Regions from separate parts of the Mus musculus genome. Here regions 1, 2, 4 and 5 are each linked to region 3. Evidence: chromatin contacts called from public Hi-C and promoter capture Hi-C data. All regions are on one chromosome and are shown on one strand. The core of a region is the stretch at or near the end of the contact, and the rest is flanking DNA. Distances in the headings are between cores, read along the strand shown.

Region 1 (3,541 bases), core at 140-2,639, 960 kb after region 3:
TTACACCATGAGCTTTAAAAAGAAGAATTGGGTCTTGTGGCAGACATATACCATTGGCCATCAGTTTTTAAAAGTGATTGTTCACATAGTAAGTATAACTTGATTACATCTTCTTAGTGTAAGTCCACATATAATATTAAGTTGGCCATAACTAGCTATCTGCCTCTCCCCCTTCATTTTCTTTATTTTTCCACACTAGAAATAAAGCCTAGAGCCTCAAGCATACTTTGGCAATCACTTTCCACTGAACAATATCTCTGATCTAATTTACATTTTTAATATATAAAAATCTATGATACATGGACTCAAAGATTAAAACAAATGCTTACCTTAGGATTACAAAACATGTTGAAGTATTTCTGTTTTTGAAGAACTAGGGGCTTTTTAACCCAAGACAGTCAATAGCTTATTTCCAAGTTAGATTGAGTAAATAATTCCTTCCATGACCTGGAGGACCCAAGGATTATCCCAGTTCTTTTAATGATGCCTCCAACCCAAGTACTTAATATTTAGATGTCAATTAATACATGACAGTTAGTGAAAGAAGAAAAACTCAAAACCTGACTGGATTCCGTCCCCCAGAAAACAAATGGATCAAAATCAAACATTTCATACATCCATTAATTAAATATGTACTAGCTTGTATTTTTTTAATTCTACATAAAGCACAGAAATAAATTTTAAAAAAGCTTTGTTTGATAGTTTTCTTTCCCTTCTTTCCACCTGCTTTGGTTCTCGCTGAGTTTTGTGACATACATGTTTTTCCTTTGGTGTTAGCCTGTGATCAGAAAGATGGCTAATGAAATATGGCAGGAGAAGCCTGGGGCCTGTTTCTCATCTGCAGCCTGCTAGATTGCAGATGTATATTTATCCTGATAAATTGGCACTGGAACTCTAGAGACTTAGTTCAATTTCCTGGCCCCGACAGCCTCTGTGAGTACCATACCCCTCCCTACGTTGTTTCCTTGAAAGATGGCACACACAGCATGCCTTTACAAGCTAAGCACGTTCACTCCTCATCTTTTCAACAGGATTTATATAAAAAAAATGCCATGAGAAAATAAGAACCTGAATATATTTTAATATGCCTTTCTACCTTTAAACACGCATTCAGACAGAAGGAACCTAGGATGACTGTCCTCTGGGAGACTTAACCAAACAGCCAGTGGAAACAGATAGAGAGACCCTCAGCTAAACATTACATGTAGCTCTAGGAGTCTTGAGGAAGAGTTAGGAGACAGACCGAGGCACTTGAGGAGGGCAGGGACCACACAAAGACCCAAACCTCAACAAACCTGGTCCCTTGATGGGTCCCAAAGAATTAACTACCAACAAAAGAGCCAGCATGGGCTAGACCCAGGCCCCCTGCACATATGTAGCAGAAGTATAGCTTTGTCTTTATGAAGGTTCCCCAACAATTGAAGAAGGGCCTGTCCCTGAATCTATTGTCTGCCTGTGGATCCTGTTCCCCTAGCTGGGCCACCTTTTATGGCCTGGAGGCTGGGAGAAGCATCTAGTTGGGCAACGACTTGAGGTGCCCTGAGAGGTGTGGGAGCATGACACACAGGAATTGTTCTCCTTTCTTAGAAAAGAAGGAGGGTGTGATAGGCTGAATATCTGTGTGAGGGTATTCTGGGAAGATAAAGACAGACTAATGTTGAGATTCAAAGTGAATTAGTTAATTAATTAATTAGCTAATTTTTAAAGGACAAGAATTAAAGTGGCAAGAATGACAAAATAATATAAAGTAATAGGTAGGGATAAAAAAGTATATAATTGGTACAGATAAATTATATATATATAATAATATTAAATATATATATATATAGTGAATAATATATATCAATCGTTTGGTGAAGCTTCATGTATTCTGAATGAATATTCTAACTGCACAGAAGTTTGCTGAGATGTACAGCATCAATGACTAGAAAAGTTTGTGCTTTCCTAACACTTGTTGTGTAGTGCTTTAAATTAGGCACTAATTAGAATGAAGCGCTTTATATTTTACAAAGAAAGGCAGGGAGATAGCTAGAAGCAATTCTTGTCATTCACATATACCAGTACACACAACTATAGAAAGACAATGGGTATCTTTCATCACATTCTTTATTAATTATCAGCAAGAAGTACTCCTTGACACAATTACTGCTCATTGCTGCTTATGTATGGTTTGTAAGACTTCCCACTTATGCCATGCACATGGCAGTGCCAGGTTAATAGCAAATGGATACATAATGCCAGCCTGGGTGGTGACCTCCTTCATATTCTTATTCAACTGCACATTACAAACTGCCTTGCACAAAATTTCATTCATCACAAAATTGTACTGTTGAAACAATTTCCATTATAGAAGCAGATTCTTACTACGTTATAAAAGCCCCTTGTGTTTTGTTTGTTTGTTTTGTTTTACTTGTTTCTAAACATAATTCTATGGAGTGAATTACTATCACAGAAAGTTCTACATCATTGAAAATGATGAAGGCAACAAGGTGTACACTCATGAAAATTATCCAGAAATGAAGATCTTACTTTATACAATAAGAGCTTATCTTAGGCAGTGCTCCTTAAACACATAGAACTGTGCGTTAACTGTTCCTGAAAAAAGGAGAAAATGTGAAAGAGATCATATTAAGAATTCATTGTCATTGAAGGTGATATGAGCTATCAAAACACATTGACCAGATCAGTAATCTAGTGTAATGGAAAAGCAAATAAATATCCTTACTTCAAAATTATATTGTTTTAGTATTTGACTAATAATTATTTAACTTTGTAAGTGAGCATGGTAAGAGCTTTTCTTGAAAGTGAAAAAATAAAATTTACCCTTTTTCAGTTTCAGTACGACTTGCAAATTATCCTTTCTTGGCTTCCTTTGGCATAAACTCTAGGGATTGCTCTTCTCTTTCAAGGGATTAATCATTGATTTGGTTTTTTTCAAAGGCATACATATTTTATCTATCCATATTTCTGTTCAATATATTTTCTCCTACTAATTTATTATATATTCGTTGATACAGAGTCTATATAGTTTAAGTTGGGCCTTAAATGCATGGCAATCGTTTTTCAACCTGCTGAGTGCTAGGATGATATTCATGTCCACCATACCTAGGCTTCCAAAAAATATATATAAATGGAATATATATATATATATATATATATATATATATATATATATATACATATTCACTGGAATATATGTGTGTTTATCAGACACATACACATGCAGACAGATAGACACATGTATAATGTAAAATGTGATATATATATGTATATATATATATATATATATGTATATATATATTTGTGTGTGTGTGTGTGTGTGTGTTTGTATGTGTGAAGTACTTTTAAGACTCTTCTACAATAATACCTGAGGTATATACCATTGCCTTATGAATATTCACAATGCTATCACAGAGATATGCATGTCTCCACCAGGTCCCTTTAGAGTAGTCTATACATAACAGTTGTAACCATAAAACAGGCACACAAAATCATTTAGATCATAGCTTCTCCAATTCCAGTAGGTATCTGTGATGCTCAA
Region 2 (3,482 bases), core at 966-3,465, 860 kb after region 3:
GACACATATTTCTGTTTTCAGAGTCTTTATAAGTCTACTTAGCTATAATTTACAACCTAAATGATGAAGCAATTGGGTACTATTGTAGAGATTTGCATGGAATTCAGAATAATGTTTATGCAGTGTCCTTAACTGGTGTATAGCATGTGAACATTGATGATGTGTGGTATGACTTCTTCCTAATTCATGTTACATAAATATAGTGAAATAAAATCTGTACTATTCCAAGCAATGAGTTTAAACTTTGAGGATTAACTAATGTGTATCTTCATGCTAGGTAAACATTATGGTTGGGTAAAAATGAAAAAAAAAGTGAATGGACATATGCCATTTCTAATTATACTGTAAACAACATTTATGAATTGTTAGTTGTATCCTAGGCCTGAATAACCTTCGTTGATTGTTTGATATCATGATAATTGAGCCATGATAAACACAATTCATTTCAAATCTCAAAGGCACAAATTCTGTATAGGAGGATCATTTTTGAATCTGTAATATAGTTTAAAATTGAATGAAGTTCACTTTAAAGTGAAGACAAAAATAGCTACTTATTTGAAGTTTTAGAGACAGCTTGGAAGAGATTTAGTTTTTTATCTAAAATGAGTTTGCAGACCACAGGCAAAATGCAATACAAAAAAAAATGAAACAAAATAAACTAAATTATCCATGTTTCTGTATGGATGTGCTTTCTTTGCAGTCTGCCCTCCTGGCCATTATGCATTCCGTAGTGCTGCTTCCTGGTCATACAGAAGCATTCTTAGAGTTATATTCTCTTTCCCTAACTTGAATATATTTGAACATATTTATACTGTCTCAGATTACAAAAGGGTAAGTTTTAGATTGCAAACACATGTAACTTCAGAAATTCTTTTGTCAAATAGACAAAAGCAATAGCAGAAAATCTAGATAGGCATATGAAGAGACGTTAAATTCATGTTCACAATTATGGGATTCATAGCTTTCATATTGGGAAGTTACAAGAATATGACAAGAGAAAGTTAATTCAAATCATAAAATATGTTCAAGAAATATGATCAAAGAAATAATACTGCAATTTCACATGAAACAGATCCTATCAATATGGTCTTACCACACTAATATTTATAAATTTTAGGATGTTTTTATTACCCTAACCTCATAAATATATCCTGTAATAATAAATCAGGCTCTGAATGACTGTGCTCATGGATACATAACGCGAATATCAATCCAACTGCATATTAACATTCCAACAAGCCTCTTCTCACTTATCTCTGCTTACCTAAGGGCAAAGCATAAGTTGTTTCAGGGAACCAAATAAAATCTACAAGAACAACTATTTCAGGATGGAAAGTGGAAGACTGAGAATGAAGAATGCAGAGGCAATATTTCAACCTTTATTTGTTAATCACAATATATCACTGTTCATTGTTGTTCTGCTAACCGTCCTTTGCTGACTCCTTAATATGATAAACCTATGGGAATTCATTAGGGACGTTTGGGTAAGTCTTAAGTAGACTCATGACACATGCATCTTCAGATGAAATAGGGCTCTACCTTAATCAGTCTATGTGTGGGAGAACTAAAACCACTGAACTTTTCAAATGGATTTAAGGAGGGGAAAAAGGATAAATTAACATTCCAGGGACATACATGAGGTGCTTGTCTGTAAATAGCATCCTGTCCTGAGTGAAACTGAAGAAAATAATGTACTGGGATAATTGAAATAGCAAATGTGTTAGTCAGAGCTGGAACCGTGGTAGAGAAAGGACACATATTGCATAGGAAGCAGGGCTTTGAGGATACTTTTCCACTACCTTTATTCAATAAGAAAGAAATAATCTTGTACTCTCTCAGACATGTTGTACTGAGAAAACTTTAAGAACACAAAACACCCAATCCTTCTCACCTGAAAGTTCAGATGTGCAAAAAGCAGAAAGTTGCTAAAATCACTGTCCCAATATGTAAGACAAAAGTGCCATTAAATGTACAACCAGAATCGTGCCATCCAAACAAACTGTAGGAGAATAACTGGAATTTCTAAAAAGATTTCTTTTTAAAAAAGGAATACATTATTTACAGCTTAAGTGGGTTCAAATGTTATAATCATCAGACATTAACTATGTTTCAACAGTATTTTATTTGTCAGTGAAACCACTGTCCTCCTCTCAAAGGAGTGTTCTATTTCATAGTTCCAAACAAAAATACAACTGCTACATGTTTTCCTGCTTAGTGGTGCTCCAAGCCCTTGCCTCTGAAAAAGACAGCAATTTATGACCGCAAATCTCACCCTGTGCATGTTTTCAGCCTTAGCTGCGACCAAATGAATTAGAAACTCTGGGAAAATACTTCTGCCATGGATGTTTTGGACAATTCTATGGCTGAATGTTCTAATCACTATGGAAATTAATATGGTGGTTATGACTGAAAGAATAACATCTGGTATATCAACAAAAGAAATATAATCTTAAAATAGAATAAATTTTCAGGAATAACAAAGAATATATTTCCTAAAGATTTGAAAGGAACACAATTGGAATAAAAAAGACTCAAATTTTCCTGGCAAAAAGTCAATTGTTTTATTAAATAATTGACGTAAATACGCACTTGGGTGTATGGACGAGATTCCAGATTACTTCCCTGTCTTAGACATAATTGAATAAAATTTTTGGTAATCTGCATGTTTTGTGCTAGATGTTCTCCAAAGCTCTATAATTTCCAGACCATAGAATTTTATTTCTGGAGAAAGGAGTTGAATACCCAGTAGTGGCATAAGAAAAAGTTTGTAATCTACCATCATGCAATCTTGGGATTTAGTTCAATGAAAGAGAACTTGCACAGTAGGCACAAAGTCCTGACTTTCATACTCAGCACTAAATAAGCTAATATTTACAACTCAGAAGAGGCATTAGAAATAAAACCATCAAAATATTTCTGGAAAGTGAGTATCAAGACATATATTTTATGTTCCGCTGTGAAAATGCTTTTAGAAATCTCAGAAGACACCCAAGAAATCAAGCTTGGGGATACCTATCTTTGAATTCTTATTTTTCTAAATTAGTATTTTGGGGGTTATGTAAAAGAACTTCTAGATTAATGTTTTTGGGGGGTTCACAAATTTGCCAGTTGTAGGTCTGATTCTTGTGCTTTCTCTTGGGTTCTTTTCTTTCTGACATTATTTTCCCAATGTCATCATGACTGTTTTTGTCTTCTTTTATAACATCATATTTCATTATTAACCCTTAGAAGCCTGCTCGTTTTCTAATGAGCAGGAGAAAGAGGCGATTACAGGGGGAAGGGAAGGGCCTGGGAGAAGCTAAGGTCTAGCAAACCATAATCAGGAAATATTATATGAGAAATAAATATATTATCAATTATATAAAACCTTGTTTTAATTTAGCATTCAGACTTTAGCATCCAGATTTCATCCAGATTTCATTAAGACATTGTCATGCATATTTTTTCTACTCCTCCTCTTTTCCTTTCCCTCCTCACCCCTC
Region 3 (3,299 bases), core at 52-2,551:
AAGAAAAAGTGACCACACTAGCTCTCAAAACTCCAGTAAGAGCCCTGGGCTGTTCAGCTCAGAGGAGGGCTTTTTCCAGGAGGCCAGAGTCTAGTGGAGGCTCTAGGGCAGCTGGATAGGTCCGTCCCCCTTACTACTCTGGGTATCTGCATTCAGCGCCTGAGGGCATAGAAGGACCTATCTCCGCAGCCCAGGCACTGGACGCAGGGAAAGTGGACTCCCCAGTATCGGGATCTCCTGGGGACTTTTCCATCCCTGACCAGTAAGGAAAGCACAATTACACCAGCTATGGAACTACCAGTTCTGGTGCAACAGCAGGGCAGGAAAGGTCCTTGGCTTGTAAAAATCACGAGCGATTGGAAAGAAAACGAACTAGCATCCCCAATTTAGTGGGGAATTGATCCCGGATTTCGGGCATAGGGCAGGTAGGGGCTTGAGATACTGAGGCTTGATAATAACACTTCTTGCATTCAACCCAGATGGGTATGGAGGGTTGTTACTTACCGGACTTAAGAGAAGCATTCTAAGGAAATGAAAGGCTGTTCTAAGCTTAGGGGATTTGGAAAACTCCATTTAGGATCGATGCTTTTGGCAGGTAGCAAATGAGCGATTTTACCCACAACTCGGTTACAAAACTCCCTAGAGGACTTGGAATCGACTTGAATGTAGAAGGCGCAGCCCCCCCCCCCCCCACACACACACACACATACACACCGGGTCCCCAAGTAGTCGGGGTAGATAGAAAAAGAATCCCATTTTCTTTGCGGATAAAAAGACAAAACATAGAACACCCACCTAGTGACCACCCACCACTTGTTCAAAAGGGAGTGGGGGTCCAAATAATGTGGTGGCCATGTAAAGAAAGCTAGGGCAGTCACTAGAAATTTCACCTGGCACAGCAATCCTTTTACCTGGCAGCCTTGTCTCCTTAGCTCATCCGAATCCAACCGGGTCCGGGAGGTGGAAAGGGAAGAAGCTAGAGCGGCAGTAGAGGGACTCCCCGGGCATGGTATTGTTTTAGGGGTCGCCGCCGAGGTCCCTCCTGCCCATCGTTGAGAACTGCCAGTCTGGTCCTGAGGTTCAGTGGACGCGGTGACCGGTTCTGCGCTGCTGCCTCCACGTTCTGGAAACTTGGGACAGAGGACCAGATAAGAGCGCACCTGGAAGCAGAGAGAGAAAGAGCTCTCTGCGTGTTTGAGAAGCACTGCCCTTGGTGTTATCTCCCAGCGCACATTCCTTGGTGGTGACAATGGATGACGCCAAACTCACAAGTGATGGCGACTGCTTTCAAATGTACAACTAACTGCAAGGTACCCGGCAAGACAGAAAGCTTTGCTCACCTCCCACTCCTTTCCCTCCCATCGAGGAGGGAACTGGCTTAACCCTGTGTTCACCCTACACTCCGGATAGAAGCTAGATTGCGCTGAGAAACCACAGACGCTGGCTTTCCGGGCAAAAGCTTTGTTCACGTGCAGTTCCAGTGGGCGTGTGGCTGTCTAGGGGCACTTGGGTGGCAAGGTGCCAGTGGCGCGCTTTCCGAGAGAGACTCGGAGATGGGAAGGAACCTAACGTTTCATCCGGACCAGACCCAGCCCTCACAATCTATTTTTTTTTTAACCTCCAGTTACCGGATTTATTGAAGTTGCCAGCAAAGTTGGCTTTTATTCCTTTACTTCTGTGTCCCCCGCCTCTCATATAATTTCCTTGCCCAGCTGCGCTTTGAAGACTTAGAAATCTCTGATCAAGCTCTAACTCTTAACAGAGTTTCAAGTGCAGTGCGAGAGGAATGGAGAAGGGGACCCACCCACTCCTGCCAAATTTAAATGAAACCGCAAGGAGAGTGGCCTCCCTCCTACCCATCAGAAGCTGGTGTCAACTAAATGACATCAGTTAAATAAGAAAGAGTAAAACACCTGAAGACCGGGTGGAAAAGAGACAAGAACGAAGTTGGTATGTGATTGGGTAAACGAGCCTAAAGAGAAAGGCATGAGTGGAATAAACATAGAGAGGGGGAAAAAAGAATACAAATGCAAAAATTAAAAATAGGGGAGCAGGGCTTGATATATATCAGGTTAGTTTTAAGGGCGATTTGACTAACAATGTCTCCTCAGCTCCCTTGGAACAGGTTAATTATATAATGAACAAATTCCGGCTTGGGTTTAGTGAACAGCTTTGCCTATACATTCAGAACTTCCAGAAAGTTAATTGAATAAGCAGAGAACCCGTCTTGTTGACCCAGAAAAGAAACTCAGGCCTGAGAAAACTGTTCTCTTCTGCTGTAGCTTTCTCTGTCAAATGAGCCCAGACACTGTGATCTGAGCACAAACGTACAACTGTTTTTCTCAGGCTCTATTCTTCAGTAGGAAGCTGTTAGACAGTGGAATAGGCATTGCTGAAAGGGGTTATTTTAAAAGGGAGAGCAAACCGCGCTTTACCACCGAATCGGTGCCTCCTCCGGACCCAATATACCCAACCCGATGTGAATGGCAGAAACTGCAAATGCCCATCTGAGCCCAGCAGTCCTGAGAGGCCTCTGGAGCTGCCTCAGACTTCAGCTTGAAGAATTCCGTTGTAAATCCTTCTGATTTGCCAAGGTGGCAGCAGAGCATAGCAATAGCTCCTTTGGTTCTTGAATCAGCAAAGCTCACAATTTAGGACATATGCATTTCCACCGTTCTTTAAATATCCATTCTTCTGTGCAGTTATGCATATGTGTCCCCAGAACCTATCATCCTCTATATCCTTCTTCTGAGAAGACAGTATATTAAGCTCATTCTTACAAACATATATTGGTTAACCAACAAGATGAAACCCTAAACAGGCTTGACATTGTGATTCATGCTACTGGAAACAGAATTAATCCAGAAAAGGAAGAGGGGGTGGTTATTAATAAATATAATTTCATTTTCCAGTAATGATGATTCAAAAGTATAATAAAGTAGTGCAATGAGCATATCCTCCTTTCTAAAAAGCTATGGGTGTTGTTGTTATTATTATTATCATGATTTTTATAAATGTAAGAAAATACTACTGGAAGTGTATGTAGAGAAGCAATGTGATAAGTCGTAAGTCTGACTGAAGAGTCAACTTAAGGAATGCATGGAAGTGAGGTCAGACAGAACAAAAGTCTTGTATTTGAAAAACAAAAAAACAAAAACAAGATAGCCAGAACATTTCTGAACAATAAAAAAGTTATTTTTGAAGGAATCACTTTCCCTGACTGCAAGCTGTACTGAAGAGCAATAGTGATTAAAAAAAGAAAAAGAAAAGAAAAGAAAAGAAAAGAAAAGAAAAGAAAA
Region 4 (3,032 bases), core at 135-2,634, 990 kb after region 3:
AGGTGAAAAAGGAACCAAGGGGCATTTTATTTTTCTTGGAAGCAACATTTTATTATGGACAGATAGAAAACCCCAGATGGAGAACACAGAAGAAGTCGGTTCACACAGGAGAAAGAAGAGGAGCGAAAGCAAGGAGAGAAAACTGAAAATAAGAACTGAGGAGATTATGACTGAGATTATGAGCATCTTTATCGACACAGTTGGATGAGATAGACAACTAAGGTTCAGTCCTGGGTTTCAAAGAATTGCAGTGAAAAACCCACTGAAAGTGGCTCCTTGATGCTCTCCTCAAACCGCGTGATTTGATTCTACACTTGCATTATCTGCTGCACTTCTGTGCTGTTCCATTATGTGTAATCAAGAAATGACAGAAGCAGCCAGGCGATTGTAGAATTCCACTACATGGTAAAATCTGAGAGAATGATGTGCAATATTTTCTTACCTCCTACATTACCCCCAAAGTTGGAGATATGAACAGTAGACAGCCCTTAATGAGAAAAGGATATGCATATCTTACAGAGAAACAAAAAGAAATTTACAACTGAAAGCATGCAGTTTATCACTCTATACAGAATAACAGAACGTCATTCTTGTTTGGGTGCTATGGTATTATTTTTTATTACTACTGGACTGCCCTCTCATAGGTCCTCATTCCATTCCTCCTCCCGCTGTCTCCAAGAGAATGTATGCCACCTCCCTGCCAGGCATTACCATACCATGAGGCCTCAAGTCTTTCAATGGTTAGGCACATCTTCTCCCACTGAGGCCAGCGCAGGCAGTCCTCAGCTGTATACATGTTGGGGCCTCAGACCAGCTCATGTATGCTGCTTGGTTGGTGGTTCAGTGTCTGAGAGACCTTAGGGGTCTTGCATGTATATGTGATTTTAATAAAGAGACTGGGTAATAATTATCATATTGAGAACAGATCATCATCTACGACATACACATTCCCATGCCCATACACGTGTTTCCTTTAGCTGTGTTCACTGGGAGCATAAACATCCTGCCTTCAGCCTTCCTATATTAGTAGAATTGATAAGGTAACATTTGCAAATTGCTCAGTGAAGCCTAGATGTTTTTCTGCTAATAAAAACATTTTTCTAATGTGACATTTGATTTGAAAGGTTTGAAAAGTGTGTGTGTACACTTGAGGGGCTATTGTAAGCAAATGGTCCAATTGCAGTAATGAAGAAATAGACATGGAGCTGCCTTCGTGTCTCCGTTCTGCATATTATTTGTGTTGATTTTACACATATTTCAGAATTAATTTCAAAACAAGAAATATATGAGGCTGTGACATCTAACTTTGTTCTGTTTTCAGCTCTGAATGGAAGCAGTATGTGACCTCTGTACACCAATTCTAGCTACAATTCCTTCGGCCGTGTTCTCAGAAACCACTTTCCCCAAGGCATTGGTGTGATTCAGACACTGTATTTAACTGTACTGTCCAACAGGCAGGGTCTCTACATTTGAGATCTAATAGCATGTGAAAATTGTTGTAAAAATAGAAGTACATGTGCAAACATTAAAATGCAGTTCAAACAAACAGTTCACGGAAGTCTTCTAGTGTGAATTTTGAACAGCTGAGTTTTGCCAAGCAGAGTCAGGGAAGAAGATATGGACAGCTGCCAAGGAAAAGACAATTGTCCAGAAAAATCAAATACAGAGAAGAAATCTGAATGATAAAAAGTTTTGATACATGAAAATATTTTAAAATTTCTAAGTCTATGATATGGTTATGAGTGTGTGGTGCAAAGTTGTAAAGGTTATGGGAAATATGAGTCCTTTTCAAAACTAGAACTTGTGAGTGTTCCAGAAGGATGATAAATTTAAAGACAGAGGAAGACCCCAGTTCAAAGCAAGCAAGCAACAACAACAACAACAACAACAAATTAGACATTCTCAAAAGAAAACCAACTAAATAAAGCATATGTTTATGGTATCCCAAGAAATGATTTAACAAGAGGAAATTCTGGGGCAAATTTGCCATTAAAAGTAAGTTTTCTTACCTAGAAAACATGGACAAGTGAGATATCAGTTAACAATATTATCTGTAAGATTGATTTTGTAATACTGTGTTTAGTAGTTACATGATCTTGACATAGTTTTAATACTCCATTGACCTGAGTGTCTAGATTTGGTGGATAAGAAAAGGGTTGTGATGATCATAATAATAATAATAATAATAATAATAATAATAACTATTATTATTATTATTATTATTATTATTATTATTATTATTATTATTATTATTATACTATTTCCTATTATGGAGGTTTCATCCCACTCGGTTCCTATTTATCGCTTTGTCATGTGGCTGTACTATTACTCTTGCTACAGTAACTCAGAAACTAGCATAGCAGCCTTTAGAGATCAGGTCAGGGCTCAGTGGAACCCATGAATAGTATTTAAGGAGGAGAAAGCAAGGGAAGTAATTACTATAATATAGCATGTCCAGACAGCAAGCTTGACCTTTCAGAATCCCATGGGCTGAAGTACATGCTCCAGTTACTGTCTGCACTTGTGAAGAGAGGCATTTTTTTTCTCCTAGGCTAAATAGCCTTTTTGAGAGATCCTGCTGTGGAAGGGATGGAGGGATTTATGCCTGCTGAGTTAATGCAGGACACATAGTTGTTTGGCAGTCCAGGGTTGGATGCTGAGGAAGAAAAAGAACATGTGTAATCCTACAGGGATCTAACAGCCTAGAAGTAAACAACGGTTAACTCATAAGTTGTTAAAACTGATTCGAACTGGGAAAGAAAGAAAAAGGTGTCTCTCTGAACAGAGCTAAGGCTAAACTTTAAAGATAAGAGCATAGCAGCTTTGACATCCTGGTGAATTACATTTAATTTTGATGGAATGGTTATTTGGATATGAAAAGTTCTCTCACACAATTCATTGTTTGAAAATCTAGTCTCCAGCAAGTAACATTGCTTTTGTCTATTTTGGAAATTTTGAGGCATAGGAGTCTTACCTGAAGGGAGTTGATCTCTAGTTGAGTGGGCCTTGGGTTAGTAGCCCCTTTAGTAGAG
Region 5 (3,188 bases), core at 155-2,654, 810 kb after region 3:
ATTGAATGATTTTTATATCTCTCATTTTAGAAGTCATATACTTATTGGACACTGTGTTTCTTCCTCAAGATAGATACAAACCCATTATAAAAATCCTGTTACTTTTTGATCAAGCACTCTGAAGGCATAGTATTTCTTGCCTAAGTTGCAATATTTTAATTTCTATGTTTTTTTTAAGAAATTCTATAAATTGCATGGCAGATGAAGGGTAGTATAAAATATGGTGTTTTCACTACATAAAAGAAGAAAAGAAATTAAGACTGCTTAAGTGGTTGTATGCTAGGCAAGCTCTAAATTTCGGCAGGTTTCTTCTCCCTGAGCAAGTGAAGATGCAAGGATGATCTGAAAGTATCATCCCTGTTTCTTTTTAGCTGCTTTTAAATAGGAATATTCCAAGATCTTATTTTATCCAAAATACAGATTACAGAAAATTGTTCCAGATATTCAACTTTGCTGGAAGTTTCAGTGCTATTTTCTATTTTTTATTATATATATATATATATATATATATATATATATATATATATATATATATATATATATATATAATACAAAAACACAAATTAAGTAGTTTTCAAAGGAGGGTAGAAAGAGAAAACAATAGAAGGGGAAAAGAAGCAGAGGAAGGAAAGGGAGGTAGGAAGGAGGAGGACAAGGAGAAGAAGGGAGAAACAAAGGAAAGGACCTCAGAGTAAGAAAGTTTGATTATGTTAGCATTCTTTGAATTATACATCTATTGCTTCCTTTCTTGTGCTAAGCCTTTCTCCCCAAAGAACTGGATCAATATTAAATTAAGCCTTTGATTTTTAAAAATCCTGGTATGAATTTAACATGTGAGAAAATTAATTTTAAAATATATATATCAAATTCTTATATCTACATTAAGACACAAAGAAAATTCAAGTGAACATTATACAGTACTTTGTCAATATAGTGTACACCTCTGATTTCTGTATTTGAAGGCTGATACTAGAAGATCATGAGTTTAAATCCAGCCAAGTTTGGTTGAATAGCAAGATTCTCTCTTTAAAAATAAATTAAATTAAAAAGACATGAAGAAAATATCTTTTAAGCTAAACAATTTTCTACTTACATTTCTCTTTTGATCTCCTTTCAGAATGCGCACTTCTTAAATGATGCATTCTCATTTTGAAAGGTAGTATGGAAAAATATTTGTATTCTGCACCACCATAAAATACTTTGCTTTAAATTATTAATTGAAAGGTGGGTCTTCTAGATTTATTGTATAATTAAATGAAAACATACTAGTCTTCAATTTTTAAACTTTAAGTTACTGATTTGAAGACAATAGCCTTTTTGTCTCTCACTGAAGGAGAGATACTGGATCCATTCCCCTCCCTCTCTCTGCCCCTATGACAATTTAGCCTTGACCTTGGCTGACTCATTTAGAGAATAAACATAACTGAACAGTGTTCTCATTTGATGAAAAGCAGAAGTATGTGATATAGTTTAAAAGGGATGAGAAAGGATGAGAGTTGACATTTTTTTTACAGAATAATTATGATTAATAAAACCAGAACCTCTAACCTTGCGTGCACTGCACTCTCTGGACAGAGTCAAAGTTAGTAGCTATGATCTTCATTGTAAATTTATTGTCTATTATCAGAAATGTAGCAGATGCTTTCAACACTATTTCATCTCCATATGAGGATATTCTTCTCCTTATCCAATAGCACATTTTGAAAGGGAAAAATAAAAGAGGAATTAATGCTTAAATTTGATGTTCAGTTTCAAGCTACCTAGTTGCAAAATTAGTCAAATGCTGAAGGTAGGTCATGAGTTGATGTTCACAAGCACATAGCAGACAGGGCAACAAAACATTCATAGGAAGATTGTTTCTTGAATCTTAAAACCCCATTATGAACCTGGCTGTGTTTGGATGACAGAACTGAGGTGCAAGTTAGGATAGAGGACATTCTTCAATGTTCTTCTGTTCTTCCACTTAGAAATATAGACATAAGGGGCCCCCCTTTTGTTATCAAATCATGTTGAAACTCCATCTTAGATGAAAGTAGTTGGCCAATGGAAGGAACAGGCTCATATTAGCCCTTGAATTATTCTGTAACCCTAGATGCTGTCAGGGAAAGTATTGCCATGTGTTTGGATGAAACTTTTCTATCAGTTCTCTTAGGTGTTTGCATATGGCTTCTGTTTTTTTTTTTTTTGTTGTTGTTTTGTTTTTTTTACTATTGCTATTGTGATCTTATTCTTTCAGTTATTTTCATGGGCAGCTAACTTTCTATGTAGATCATCCTTGTATCCTGTAAGACAAAACAAAAGACCCTCCACACTTCTGCTTTGGTTCTCAATATTTCTCCTTAATTTGGAGTAACAATCTCATCATCTAATCCAAAGGATACATTATGGGTACTTTTTTGTCAGCAGTCTTATATTAAGTGTGTGTTTGTAGTGTTTGTATGGTATGTGTATGTGTGTATATGCATAATGTGTGTGTGTGTGTGTGTGTGTGTGTGTGTGTGTGTGTGTGTGTATTTGTGTACATCTCTGTTTACTCACTGGACATAATGAAAGTTAGTAGTTATGAAATCTATAAATTTATTGTCTATTAAGAGAAATGTAGCACCATTTCATGTGTGTGTGTGTGTTTATGGTGTGTGTTTGTACCTGTGTGGTATGTGTCAGTGTCCATGAATGTGTATGTATGTGTGATGTGAGTATAGATGTGTAAGTGTGGAGTGTGTGTGCATGGTTGTATGTGCATAATGTGTTTATGTGTTTAATGTGTGTGTGTGTGTGTGTGTGTGTGTGTGTGTGTGTATTTGTGTGTGTGTGTGTGTGTGTGTGTGGTTTGAAATTCGAAATGTATGATGGTAAGGAACTAAATTGTTTTAGTTGTATTATAGGAGTTCTTTGGATCCCAGGAATAAAGGAAAATCAAATGAGGTTATGAGTCTAGGAGAAGCAAAAAAGCTAAACAATAAATGTGATCTCAGCTAGAGACTGCTTTTCTATGTTAAACTTGGTTATATAAACTATTCAAGTTCATTTCACCTGGACATTAGATGGGATAAGGGGTTTCCCAGAGTGGAGGACTGGGAAAGGACATAACATTTGAAATGTAAATAAAGAAAATATCCAATTAAAAAAAGAGTAAAGAAAACTTTTCCAGAAAATACATCATTAGATTCAAGGACAATTTCTTGTAC

What was found. Promoter capture Hi-C pulls out the DNA fragments that hold promoters and counts their contacts. Hi-C and Micro-C count contacts between places; a contact is called where the count stands out from the background.
Region 1: a promoter capture Hi-C map of hippocampal neurons shows a contact between it and region 3, with 5 times the contacts expected there. The contact joins the enhancer-like site here to the promoter of Flrt2 in region 3. A contact is called at or near these places in 9 of 39 promoter capture datasets (the 3T3-L1 cell line, 3T3-L1-derived adipocytes, the SN4741 cell line and 5 more), 1 of 484 Hi-C or Micro-C datasets (cranial neural crest), 14 of 115 datasets of contacts at active chromatin or transcription factors (the NIH/3T3 cell line, SST interneurons, astrocytes and 10 more) and 2 of 9 other capture datasets (embryonic stem cells and liver).
Region 2: a contact with region 3 is called in a Hi-C map of myocytes, with 2.8 times the contacts expected there. The contact joins the enhancer-like site here to the promoter of Flrt2 in region 3. A contact is called at or near these places in 5 of 39 promoter capture datasets (the 3T3-L1 cell line, cranial neural crest, liver and 1 more), 1 of 15 datasets of contacts at CTCF or cohesin (the NIH/3T3 cell line), 3 of 484 Hi-C or Micro-C datasets (the AML12 cell line and myocytes), 7 of 115 datasets of contacts at active chromatin or transcription factors (astrocytes, bone marrow-derived macrophages, embryonic forebrain and 4 more) and 2 of 9 other capture datasets (adipose tissue and embryonic stem cells).
Region 4: a contact with region 3 is called in a promoter capture Hi-C map of second pharyngeal arch cranial neural crest, with 6 times the contacts expected there. The contact joins the enhancer-like site here to the promoter of Flrt2 in region 3. A contact is called at or near these places in 5 of 39 promoter capture datasets (cranial neural crest, frontonasal cranial neural crest, liver and 1 more) and 6 of 115 datasets of contacts at active chromatin or transcription factors (bone marrow-derived macrophages, craniofacial prominence, embryonic forebrain and 3 more).
Region 5: a contact with region 3 is called in a Hi-C map of Sertoli cells, with 7 times the contacts expected there. The contact joins the enhancer-like site here to the promoter of Flrt2 in region 3. A contact is called at or near these places in 8 of 39 promoter capture datasets (the 3T3-L1 cell line, 3T3-L1-derived adipocytes, cranial neural crest and 4 more), 1 of 484 Hi-C or Micro-C datasets (Sertoli cells) and 4 of 115 datasets of contacts at active chromatin or transcription factors (astrocytes, embryonic limb bud, fibro-adipogenic progenitors and 1 more).

Annotation. Positions count from the first base shown.
Region 1 is chr12:94,734,804-94,738,344 of GRCm38.p6, reverse strand. No RefSeq gene overlaps it. Among named protein-coding and RNA genes, the nearest start is that of Gm26055, 640 kb to the left of the region's middle. Within about 2 kb of position 1,389, at least 4 of the 459 cell types and tissues checked have an H3K27ac peak or open chromatin away from gene starts, as enhancers often do. A contact at or near this core is called in craniofacial prominence, where this site is marked.
Region 2 is chr12:94,835,149-94,838,630 of GRCm38.p6, reverse strand. No RefSeq gene overlaps it. Among named protein-coding and RNA genes, the nearest start is that of Gm26055, 540 kb to the left of the region's middle. Within about 2 kb of position 2,215, at least 2 of the 459 cell types and tissues checked have an H3K27ac peak or open chromatin away from gene starts, as enhancers often do. A contact at or near this core is called in myocytes, where this site is marked.
Region 3 is chr12:95,690,228-95,693,526 of GRCm38.p6, reverse strand. It overlaps Flrt2 (fibronectin leucine rich transmembrane protein 2), which reads right to left and starts at 1,301. Exons shown (of 2, transcript NM_201518.4): 1 at 912-1,301.
Region 4 is chr12:94,704,378-94,707,409 of GRCm38.p6, reverse strand. No RefSeq gene overlaps it. Among named protein-coding and RNA genes, the nearest start is that of Gm26055, 670 kb to the left of the region's middle. Within about 2 kb of position 1,384, at least 2 of the 459 cell types and tissues checked have an H3K27ac peak or open chromatin away from gene starts, as enhancers often do.
Region 5 is chr12:94,885,012-94,888,199 of GRCm38.p6, reverse strand. No RefSeq gene overlaps it. Among named protein-coding and RNA genes, the nearest start is that of Gm26055, 490 kb to the left of the region's middle. Within about 2 kb of position 1,404, at least 1 of the 459 cell types and tissues checked has an H3K27ac peak or open chromatin away from gene starts, as enhancers often do. A contact at or near this core is called in Sertoli cells, where this site is marked.